Linked DNA regions of Triticum aestivum: region 1 is linked to region 2. A link is a contact called in public HiCAR-type data. All regions are on one chromosome and are shown on one strand. Each heading gives the region's core, a stretch centred on a gene start, on an enhancer-like site or on the middle of the called end of the contact. The rest is flanking DNA. Distances are from core to core; before and after follow the strand shown.

Evidence for each region. HiCAR-type assays count read pairs that join an accessible place to other places.
Region 1: a HiCAR-type map of leaf shows a contact between it and region 2, with 4 times the contacts expected there. The contact joins two enhancer-like sites. A contact is called at or near these places in 1 of 5 Hi-C or Micro-C datasets (leaf) and 1 of 1 datasets of contacts at active chromatin or transcription factors (leaf).

Annotation. Positions count from the first base shown.
Region 1 is chr3D:499,615,441-499,620,262 of IWGSC CS RefSeq v2.1, reverse strand. No RefSeq gene overlaps it. Among protein-coding and RNA genes, the nearest start is that of LOC123079982, 71 kb to the right of the region's middle. Within about 2 kb of position 2,887, at least 2 of the 8 cell types and tissues checked have an H3K27ac peak or open chromatin away from gene starts, as enhancers often do. A contact at or near this core is called in leaf, where this site is marked.
Region 2 is chr3D:499,555,363-499,559,984 of IWGSC CS RefSeq v2.1, reverse strand. No RefSeq gene overlaps it. Among protein-coding and RNA genes, the nearest start is that of LOC123079982, 11 kb to the right of the region's middle. Within about 2 kb of position 2,819, at least 1 of the 8 cell types and tissues checked has an H3K27ac peak or open chromatin away from gene starts, as enhancers often do. A contact at or near this core is called in leaf, where this site is marked.

The sequences.
Region 1 (4,822 bases), core at 1,638-4,137, 60 kb before region 2:
CTACTTTTGTCAGGATAACTTGTACTAGTTGTCCCCCTTCGAATTTGGCCGTGGTGGGATCCCTTCCCGCCTACATTTGGGAAGAGGACCAAGGCCACTAGAAATAGGACTCAGCCACCACCATAGAGGGGATCGGGTCCATTTCACCTGGACCAGTTAACTAGCTCACCGAGCGCAAGAACACCTCACCTCCTGAGGTCGTTCAACCAATGTACTAATTCATCCTCAGCCCTTCGAGGCAATCCACCAAAAAGCTGGAGTAGGGTATTACACCGCAAGGTGGCCCGAACCAGGGTAAACTGTTGTGTCTCTTGGGTTCGTCGAGCTAGGCCTTGGAATCGTTGAGCAGACAGACTGGGGAGGGAGAGTTTTTCGCACGCACCCGAGAGTTCGAACCTCTCAAGGGTCTGCGGAACCCTGAATCCGACAGCCATAGATCATGTCAGCAGCTATGCCATCGCCCAGAGTTCATGTCGGTGTCATGCCAGCCTCCAAAAAAACCACCACACAGTTCATGTTGAAGAACTTGCCAGCGACCGACACACATGCCAACACACAAAAAGGGGTGGGAGGTCAACCACACCATCTCGGCCGTGGTCATGCGAGCACACTTGCCGGCCTACAAAAAAAGGAGGGCGCTCTCCGCCATGGATCACTCGTCATCGAACTTGAGCATGTCGGCCTGCATCTTCTCAAACCATGACCTCTTCCTCGGTGACACCGTGCTCAAGTACACCTTCATGATCTCCATCTTCGTTTGCTAGCTTTTGCGCTTAGTGTTTGCGCCGGCTTGGTTGGCGAGCTCGTCCTCGAACAAAGGCTCCCCGTCGATGTCCACTTTATCCTCTTCCTCAAGGCCGTAGTCCTCCGGGAATTCGTGGTCGAGCAGGAAGGTGCTGCCCATGCCAACCTGGTCTTGCAATAAGGATCGTCCATGCCAGCTTGATCAAAGGTGGTGGGCATGAAGGGCACTCGACCGTCTTGGCTTTGGGTCTCATCGGGTTCGAAGGCAGTTGTGCCCGCACCGCGTGCGGAGGCAGCGGCTCCCGCACCGCCTTCGAAGATGATGTTCTAGATGATGAAACGGTTGGCCGTCTCATCGTCACCGGTGGTCGGCATTCTATCAAACAGGTTGCGGGCGTCGGGAAGCTTGTCGGCTGGCATATCCCGCGGGCGTTTCCTCGCCCCTCTGGAGGATGGTCCACCGACCTCCGGTGTGGCGTTGAGGTCGATAGGCATGGCCGCGGGCGTGGACGGCGCCACCATGCCCACCTCTGACGAGCATTCCTCGGAGAAGCGGGTGGCCCGTGGAAAGACATGGAGGTCGGGAATCGGTTGCGTGGCAGACGCGCGTGGTGACTCTGGCAGTACCACCCGAGGAAATGCCGACGAGCCCATAGTGATCCCATCAAAAGATATGGGTCTAGCTGCTGCCCTAGCCGGAGAGAATGGGAGTGGCCACGGCGGCGCTGACGAGCCGATGATGGTCAGGGTTTAGCCCTAGGTACAGCATGGCCTCCCTCGTTGTCGTGGCGGCTCGGGCATTGGTTTCCTCCTGCTCTACGGCGGCGGCCACGGCTTCGAGCTTCGCGTCCTGAGCGTGCATCCGGCCCTTCCTCTTGGCCGACTGCACGACCCGCTCCTCCGGCGTCAACTGCTTCTTCTTGGGCGGCACCGTAGTCTTGCGGGGTGCGCAGGGCTTGGCTTTGGCAGAGGTGGGGCCGAAGAAGAAGGGGGGGTGAGGCCGAAGGAGGCGGGGGAGGCGAGGCCGGCGGCGGCGTCGAGGGTTGGCGCGTCGTCCTTGTCAAGCGGCTGGGAGTTTTTTGGATGTGGGGGCAAAGGGTGGTGGCTGTGCCACCGACTAGCAGGCCAGAGGAGGAGTAGGCGGGCGTCGCACGCGTCCGTTTCGTTTCCGCCCCGATGCAAATGAGACCTAAATTTGGGCCGGGAATGGGTCGACGGGGCGGATAAAAAGCGGACGTGCGTCCGTTTGGGTCGGCGCATTAGGCCGACTCTTGTGTCCGTTTTGACCCAAACGGATACGTGCAGACAAAACGGGTCGGCACGTTGAAGTTGCTCTCAGTGCCTAATACAAGTTCTGCCCAGAAAAAAAACAGCACAGGGGTGTGACACAACCACACAATCTTTGGACCATGGGTGTGTGTTTCTGGGTACATGTAACCAAAACACAAGTTCCAGGCAGGGCCTGGACAGGGAGGTGCAGGTAGAGTAGATGCGCATCTGTTCCTCCATACTGGTGCTGGCCAATCAATCATTTTATTTCTTTTTGCCTGGCACAAGGCGCTGGCCAATCCTCATCCCCAACCCTGCTTGTAAACCGTCCAAGAACACCTCAGAAAACTTATCAGGAAGGAAAAAATCCTGAGAAAAGAAAAGAAAAAACTAGTTCTGTCTATTTCTTTTCCTTTTTTGTGGGAATAGCTGCGTCTGATTTCAGCGTCAAGACAGCCTGTTGTCCGATTGTATTCGCCTGGAATAGAAGTGCCCCACACCCAGCTCTATCCACATACACATGCACCTGATCTTGCTGGTCGAAATGGAGGCCGGATCTGGGCTGTGATGCTCGGCCGCGATCCTGCTATCACCAGTCAGTAGCCATTCAAGGCCACTGACCGGAAATCCATCCAGCAAGCCACTGTGCTGCATGCAGTGTAGCGTTCAACAGCCAACCGTAGTGGAGAGTCCGCCTTCAGGTGTTTTGTTTGTCCTGGGTGAACGAGTGGACCATGGTGCAGCAGGGCCCGTTCGTCAGTTCGCCAAGTGTGTGTGAATCGCATCGAATGATTGGTGCGATACGTCTGTCCATAGCCCGGTCGCGATCCGAACAAGGAACAACGTTGCTGGTTTACTTTACTTGATCGGAAAAGGACAGCGTGTCGTTGTTCGTGGCAGTACCTCAAGAAGATTAGTGCAGTATGTCAAAACGGCAGATCGGAGCCACACGCAACCAAGCGTTTAAGAAAATGGGGAAGCGTTTGACTGGCTTGTCGCGTTGCAGCAACGTGCGCACGTACCGGAAAACGGCGGGGGGCATGTGGATGATTAAGGTAGATCGCGTGGGACTGTTCATCTCATGGGATCTTTTCTTTTCCCGGAAAAGGCCCAAAGTTCGTATATTAAATAAAAGTGGCTTTTATAAGAATTTTCTTAGAAAAATGAAATTATAGGCTAACCCTTGGGGAAAAATCAGCATCGCCTTCCCTCAACAACTCCTAGCGGTCGCGAGTAAAGCTCCTTGCCGCCTCTGGACCTCCATCTTACCGAAACAATCTTATTTTGCTCTTTTCTAGAACCGCCCTTCAATGCATTCTATTAAATTGCAGGCATTTTTTTGCCCAAGATAAGCCTGTTTTCCAAAGCCAAGCCTATTATAAGAGTCCAACTGCCATGTTCGGATGGAGTCCAAATCCTTGCATCTTGGGCTGAAGAATGACCAAATTCCTTAGCTTCCATGCATTAATCATATCCGGGGATGTTGGAATAGGGAGATGCCATCCATCTACACGGCATGATAGCTTAAGCCCAGCGAAGCAAACCAATTCATCAATCAATTGCATTGAATTTTTTTCAACGGGAACGCTATTGTGAGAACTCTCATTCACGCCTAGAGATCCCACTGTACAAACAAGTTCGCCCATTCATGTTCAAACTCTCTTCGAACCTTCTTAATCGTTCGCTTCACGTCACCAAACTTGCAGTTTGCATATTCATAAGTGCATCATTCAAACCCATAAGGCCAGCCTGAGACAAGCCAGGAATCCATCCTTGGCTCCTTGCACCACCGCTTTATGATATGATTCTTCCCGTTGCCAGGCTTATTCACACATGAGTTTTCTTCGCCCATGATGACCCACAAGTATAGGGGATCTATCGTAGTCCTTTCGATAAGTAAGAGTGTCAAACCCAACGAGGAGCAGAAGGAAATGACAAGTGTTTTTCAGCAAGGTATTCTCTGCAAGCACTGAAATTATTGGTAACAGATAGTTGTGTGATAAGAGAATTCGTGACGGGTAGCAAGTAACAAAAGTAACTAAGGTGCAGCAAGGTGGCCCAATCCTTTTTGTAGCAAAGGACAAGCCTGGACGAACTCTTATATAAAGCAAATCGCTCCCGAGGACACATGGGAATTACTGTCAAGCTAGTTTTCATCATGCTCATATGATTCGCGTTCGTTACTTTGATAATTTGATATATGGGTGGACCGGTGCTTGGGTGCTGTCCTGACTTGGACAAGCCTCCCACTTATGATTAACCCCTCTTGCAAGCATCCGCAACTACGAAAGAAGAATTAAGATAAATCTAACCATAGCATGAAACATATGGATCCAAATCAACCCCTTACGAAGCAACACATAAACTAGGGTTTAAGCTTCTGTCACTCTAGCAACTCATCATCTACTTATTACTTCCCAATGCCTTCCCTAGGCCCAAACAATGGTGAAGTGTCATGTAGTCGACGTTCACATAACACCACTAGAGGAGAGACAACATACCACTGGTACAGGGAGGTGCTATACACACGGTTTTTAACCCCTTTCCGCGGCGGCATTTGGAACCGTCGCCAAGTGGGTGTGGGCGATAGGGGGGTCCTTCCCACACGACCCAGAAACCGTCGGAGATAGGCCCTCCTGGCACACAGGATGGGGTAAAATGAGTTTGTGTGCGATCGGGCAAGGCATCGAAACCCAATCGTTTCCGTTCGTATGTACATCCCACACGGTGAATCCGAGAAAAATATTTCCGTTCGTATGTATATCACACACAGTCAATCCAAGGAATACGTTTTCGTTCTTATGTACAT
Region 2 (4,622 bases), core at 1,570-4,069:
ACAGCGGCACGACAACGTCTGACCAAGCTGGCCTTGGATCCCAAGAGCGAGCCGGACTTCACCATGCAGGAAGGGATCGTTCGATACAAAGGGCGCGTGTGGATCGGTAGTGACACCGAAATTCAGCAACACCTCATCCAGACGCTACACGCAAGCGCAGCAGGAGGCCACTCTGGCTTCCACGCCACCTACAAGAGGATCAAGAGGCTCTTTGCTTGGCACGGGATGAAAGAGCAAGTAAAAAACTTTGTTCGCAATTGTATGGTCTGTCAGCAGGCCAAAACGGAAAGGATCTCGCCGGCCGGACTACTCCAGCCCCTGCCGATCCCAAAGAAACCTTGGGCAGTGGTGTCTCTGGACTTCATCGAATGATTGCCCAGGTCAGGAGGCTTTGATACAGTTTTGGTGACTGTGGATAAATTCTCAAAGTATGCCCATTTCATTCCCTTGGTGCATCCATTCACGGCCCTCCAAGTTGCGAAGCTGTTCATGAAGGAGATCTTTCACTTACATGGCCTGCCACTAGCTCTTATCTCCGACCGCGACAAAGTGTTCACAAGTAAGGTGTGAAAGGAACTGTTCAAACTATGCCGTACCGAGATCCGACTCAGTTCTGCATACCACCCACAGACGGACGGCCAGACGGAGCGCGTGAACCAATGTCTCGAGGCTTATCTCAAGTGCGCGGTGCACTCATGTCCTGCAAATTGGTCGAAGTGGCTACCGCTTGCCGAGTACTGGTACAATACGTCTTTCCATTCAGCCCTGGGGAGGACTCCGTTTGAAGTAGTGTATGGCCATCTACCAAGGGAGTTTGGAGTTACCCAAGTCGATGAGTGCACAGTGCCGAACTTGGCTGCCTGGTTGCATGAACGGGAGATTATGATCGACCTGTTACAGCAACAACTGAAGCAAGCTCAGGACCGGATGAAACGACAGGCAGACAAGCATCGCATGGATCGCGAGTTTGCTGTGGGCGACGTGGTACTGCTCAAGCTACAACCCTTCATTCAGTCATCAGTCGCGCAAAGGCCACACCAGAAACTCGCATTTCGCTACTTTGGCCCCTACAGAGTGGTGGCGCGGATTGGCGCGGTGGCATACAAGTTGGACCTCCCACTTACAAGCAAGATTCATCCAGTCGTCCACGTATCGCAGCTAAAGAAAGCTCAAGGGGCCGTGGTGCCAGTGAGTCCTGCTTTACCACCTGATCACTCTGTCTTGCAGGCGGAACACATACCAGAAACGGTGCTGGAGAGCAAGATGGTTCGCGTCGGAGGCGAGTCAGCCCTACGCCTATGCATCAAGTGGAGCGGTCTGCCTCCATGCATGGCCACCTGGGAAGAGCCACAACAACTGCAACGGCGCTTTCCTACCTCTCCGCCTTGGGGACAAGGCGAAACGCAAGAAGGGGGAGATGTCACGGCTGACCAGAGGGCCCCATCGGCCAGTGAAGACGAGACGGACAAGGGGCGAGAAGGTGAAGCCTTGATGGCCAAGGAAGGCGCGTAACTGCCTGACGCGGGGGACCCAGCATCTAGGAGAGGGTGTGTGTGTGGCCTGCGGCCGTGAGGAGATAAGTAGAGGCGAGCGAGCAGAAAAGGGTATCAAGTATTATTGTAATCTGTGAACCAGGAACGAAGCTGCTCTTCGTCCTCCTTCTAACCCGATCCCCTTTCCCCCTTCCTTCCCTCGCACCTGCAACCCTAGATCGAGGTCCATAACACACGGCTGGGGCGCCTGGGAGCGCGCGCACGGCGCTCAGATCACGGCCACGGTGGGCTCGGAGCACGACCGACAAAGAAAGATTGCCGACGTATGGTGTGCTTGTCGCGGAGCCAAGTATCTTACAGGAGGGAGTCGACGGCGTACCTCCAATCGTCGATGAGGTCCGGCGGCAGGCAGGCCCGACGTCGGTTGATCTCCTCCCGACGGGCCCGGCGGCTCACCGGGATCGTGGGAATGGGCATCCGATCCGCGGAGAGGTGCCAGTTATTGGGGAGGTGCACATCCGTCCACGGCAGCGACGTGCGCGTCTCCCAATAACGCCTGCATAACTCCACCTTGACATACGGCCGCGAGCGAGATCCGGTCGCCGATGGCGCGATGTGGAAGGCGGGTGGTGGAGGTGGAGGTGGAGGTGAAGGAGTAGAGCGGCAGCGATGGCCGAAGGAGGACCCGGCCTCGCGGTCGTGCTTGCCCTTGCGGCCAGGGATCCAATGACATCCCATGGTGACCGGCGGTCTAGGGTTTGGATGTCGGGGCTCGAGGAGGGACGCGTCGCCGGGAGTGGAAATGTGGACTCCCACCGGTCCACGGCTTCCCCATTAAAAAAGACAGCGACCACTCGGCCGAGGTGGATGCTAGGTGGGGCCTCCCGCCCGTGCGTAGTCAATGTGGCCCGTTAGATTTAGGTGGCCGGCTGCCAAGCGGGCCTGAGGCGGCGCGTGCGCGTCCATTCAACGTCCGCGCGGCCGTAAACCGGGCGCGGGTTTGCACCGAAAATGGAGCGGGCCGGACGCCACACAGATGAATTATGTGGATGCGGTCGCGTGTTGGACCGTGCCGTCTATCTGTTCCGACCCAAATGAACAGAGGCGGACGATTTCGGGTCCTTGCCCTCATACACCACACGGGCCCGGGCGGATCGACACGTCAACATAAGAACTGAAAATGCGGGTCTGCGGATCTGCGTCGTGACGTGCGAGTGCGACCGATGATGTTTACCGGGCGGCTGGTCAAGTCTGAAACGGCTGCGGGTGGCGCTACGCTTGTTCAGAGAAGAAAACGCCGTGTCTCTGCTTGATTGCAGACAGTCCAGTCCAGCCAGCCGGCCTCGTTTGTTGTCGTGCCAGAGTGACGTGACGATGGGCCGGGTCAGTGGACTGGGTGTGGGAGATGGCGGCTTCGATGATTGCGAGGATGAGAATATGACATGAGAATATCCGTTTGGCAGGGCGCAGATGGTATTTGGTAGCGACTAACGAGAGCAGCATATCCTGATCCTCCATTCCTCCTATGTGCCCAGCTTCTTTCCCACGCCTGGAAGTGGAGCAGGACGGGCCGGCCAATCGGTGCGGCGCAGAGATCCGTGTGCCTGTGTTGTTTACTCGCTTGGCACCCTGTTCGTAGTTGTTCCTGCGCAATCTCCAAACTGGGGGTCAATCAATGGCAGCACCGAAGTTTCTCTTTTTCAAAAGAAGCCAAAAGATTTGCCTCATCAATTAATTAAGAAGTAGCGAGTTGTCCAGTCGCGCGTACCCCTTCGCTACTCCTGTGAGGCACGCGATATTAGGGTTTTCGTTGCCTCCTGTTGTGCAGCCGCCGGGCTGCCTCATCTCTCGTGGCCTCGGGGCCATGGAGGCACGGTGAATGCCGGTCCTTACTGGCAGGAGGATTTCGTTTTTAGAGTTTTTTTTAGTTTTGGTATGGTTTATGTCGTGCTTAGGAAGAGGAGGCGGCGGCGACTCTGTGAAGATGGAATAAGTTTCTCCCCGCCTAGCCCCCGTTTCGATGATGCTTCTAGCGTCAACGGAGGGCATGTGGAGGTTTATCTCCGGCGGATCTCGCGGATTCAGTCGGCGTTTGTCTTTGATGGATCCAATCTTCGTTCGTCTATGTTGGTGTGTCAACAAGTTGGATCCTTCCGATCTACGATTCTCTTCATCGGCGGCGGTTACTGTTTTGGTGCGTTGGTCCTCTGGGGCCTTAGCACGATAACTTCCCCACTGTCTACTACAACAGGTTTTGCCCCGCTCCTTTGATGGAGAGGCGATGACAGCGGCGCGCCTTCGGCTCGCTCTAGTGCTTGTAGTCGTCGCTAAGGCTCTAACTTGCGTAAGGAATCAAGGAGCTACAGGAGTATACCGCCGAGTACTTACTATCTTGGATAGCTTTTTGCCTGGTAGTCTATGAAGCTGGATGTAATTTTTACCTCTGACGTTTTTTGTACTACCTTGATAGTTGATGAATAGATCGAAAGTTTTTTTCGCAAAAATAAATTTTACGGAAAACCGGTACAGACAACCCATAGACGGGTTTTTTTAAGATGGAAGCACCGGAGTACTATTATTTCATTATTTGTAGTTGTTTGGTACCCTGTTCGTAATTGTTCCAAGTCACCTTGATTATTTGTTCTACTGTAGCTCTTTTTTTTTTCTTGAGCGGACCTCACAAAACTAGTAGCTGCTTGACGGCTGTTACACAAAGCATCAGACTTCAGACAAGAACCTGCGTTCAAGCATATGGAAGGCCGGAGACGGATGGCCCAGGCCCAAGCCCAAAAGATGAAAAGGCCGGCTACGTGTCACAGTAATCCGTGAATTTTGCTCAAGGATCAGATTCGTTGTTCACTCACTGTCAAGTCCCTTAAAAAAAAACTAACCGTGCAATGTTCGGTTAAACTACTACTCCCTCCATCCCATAATATAATATAAGAACATTTTTAGCTGTTACTAAGAAAAAGAACATTTTTAGCTTGAAAAATGTTCTTATATTATGGGATGTAGGGAGTGCTGATCTAGAAAAAAGTTCGACTCCTAAGTTTTGCTTACCAAAATTTCAAGGGCTAAATACACACCAAGTCACTGTCAAGCACCCAAACAGAATTATAAAGTAGCGCA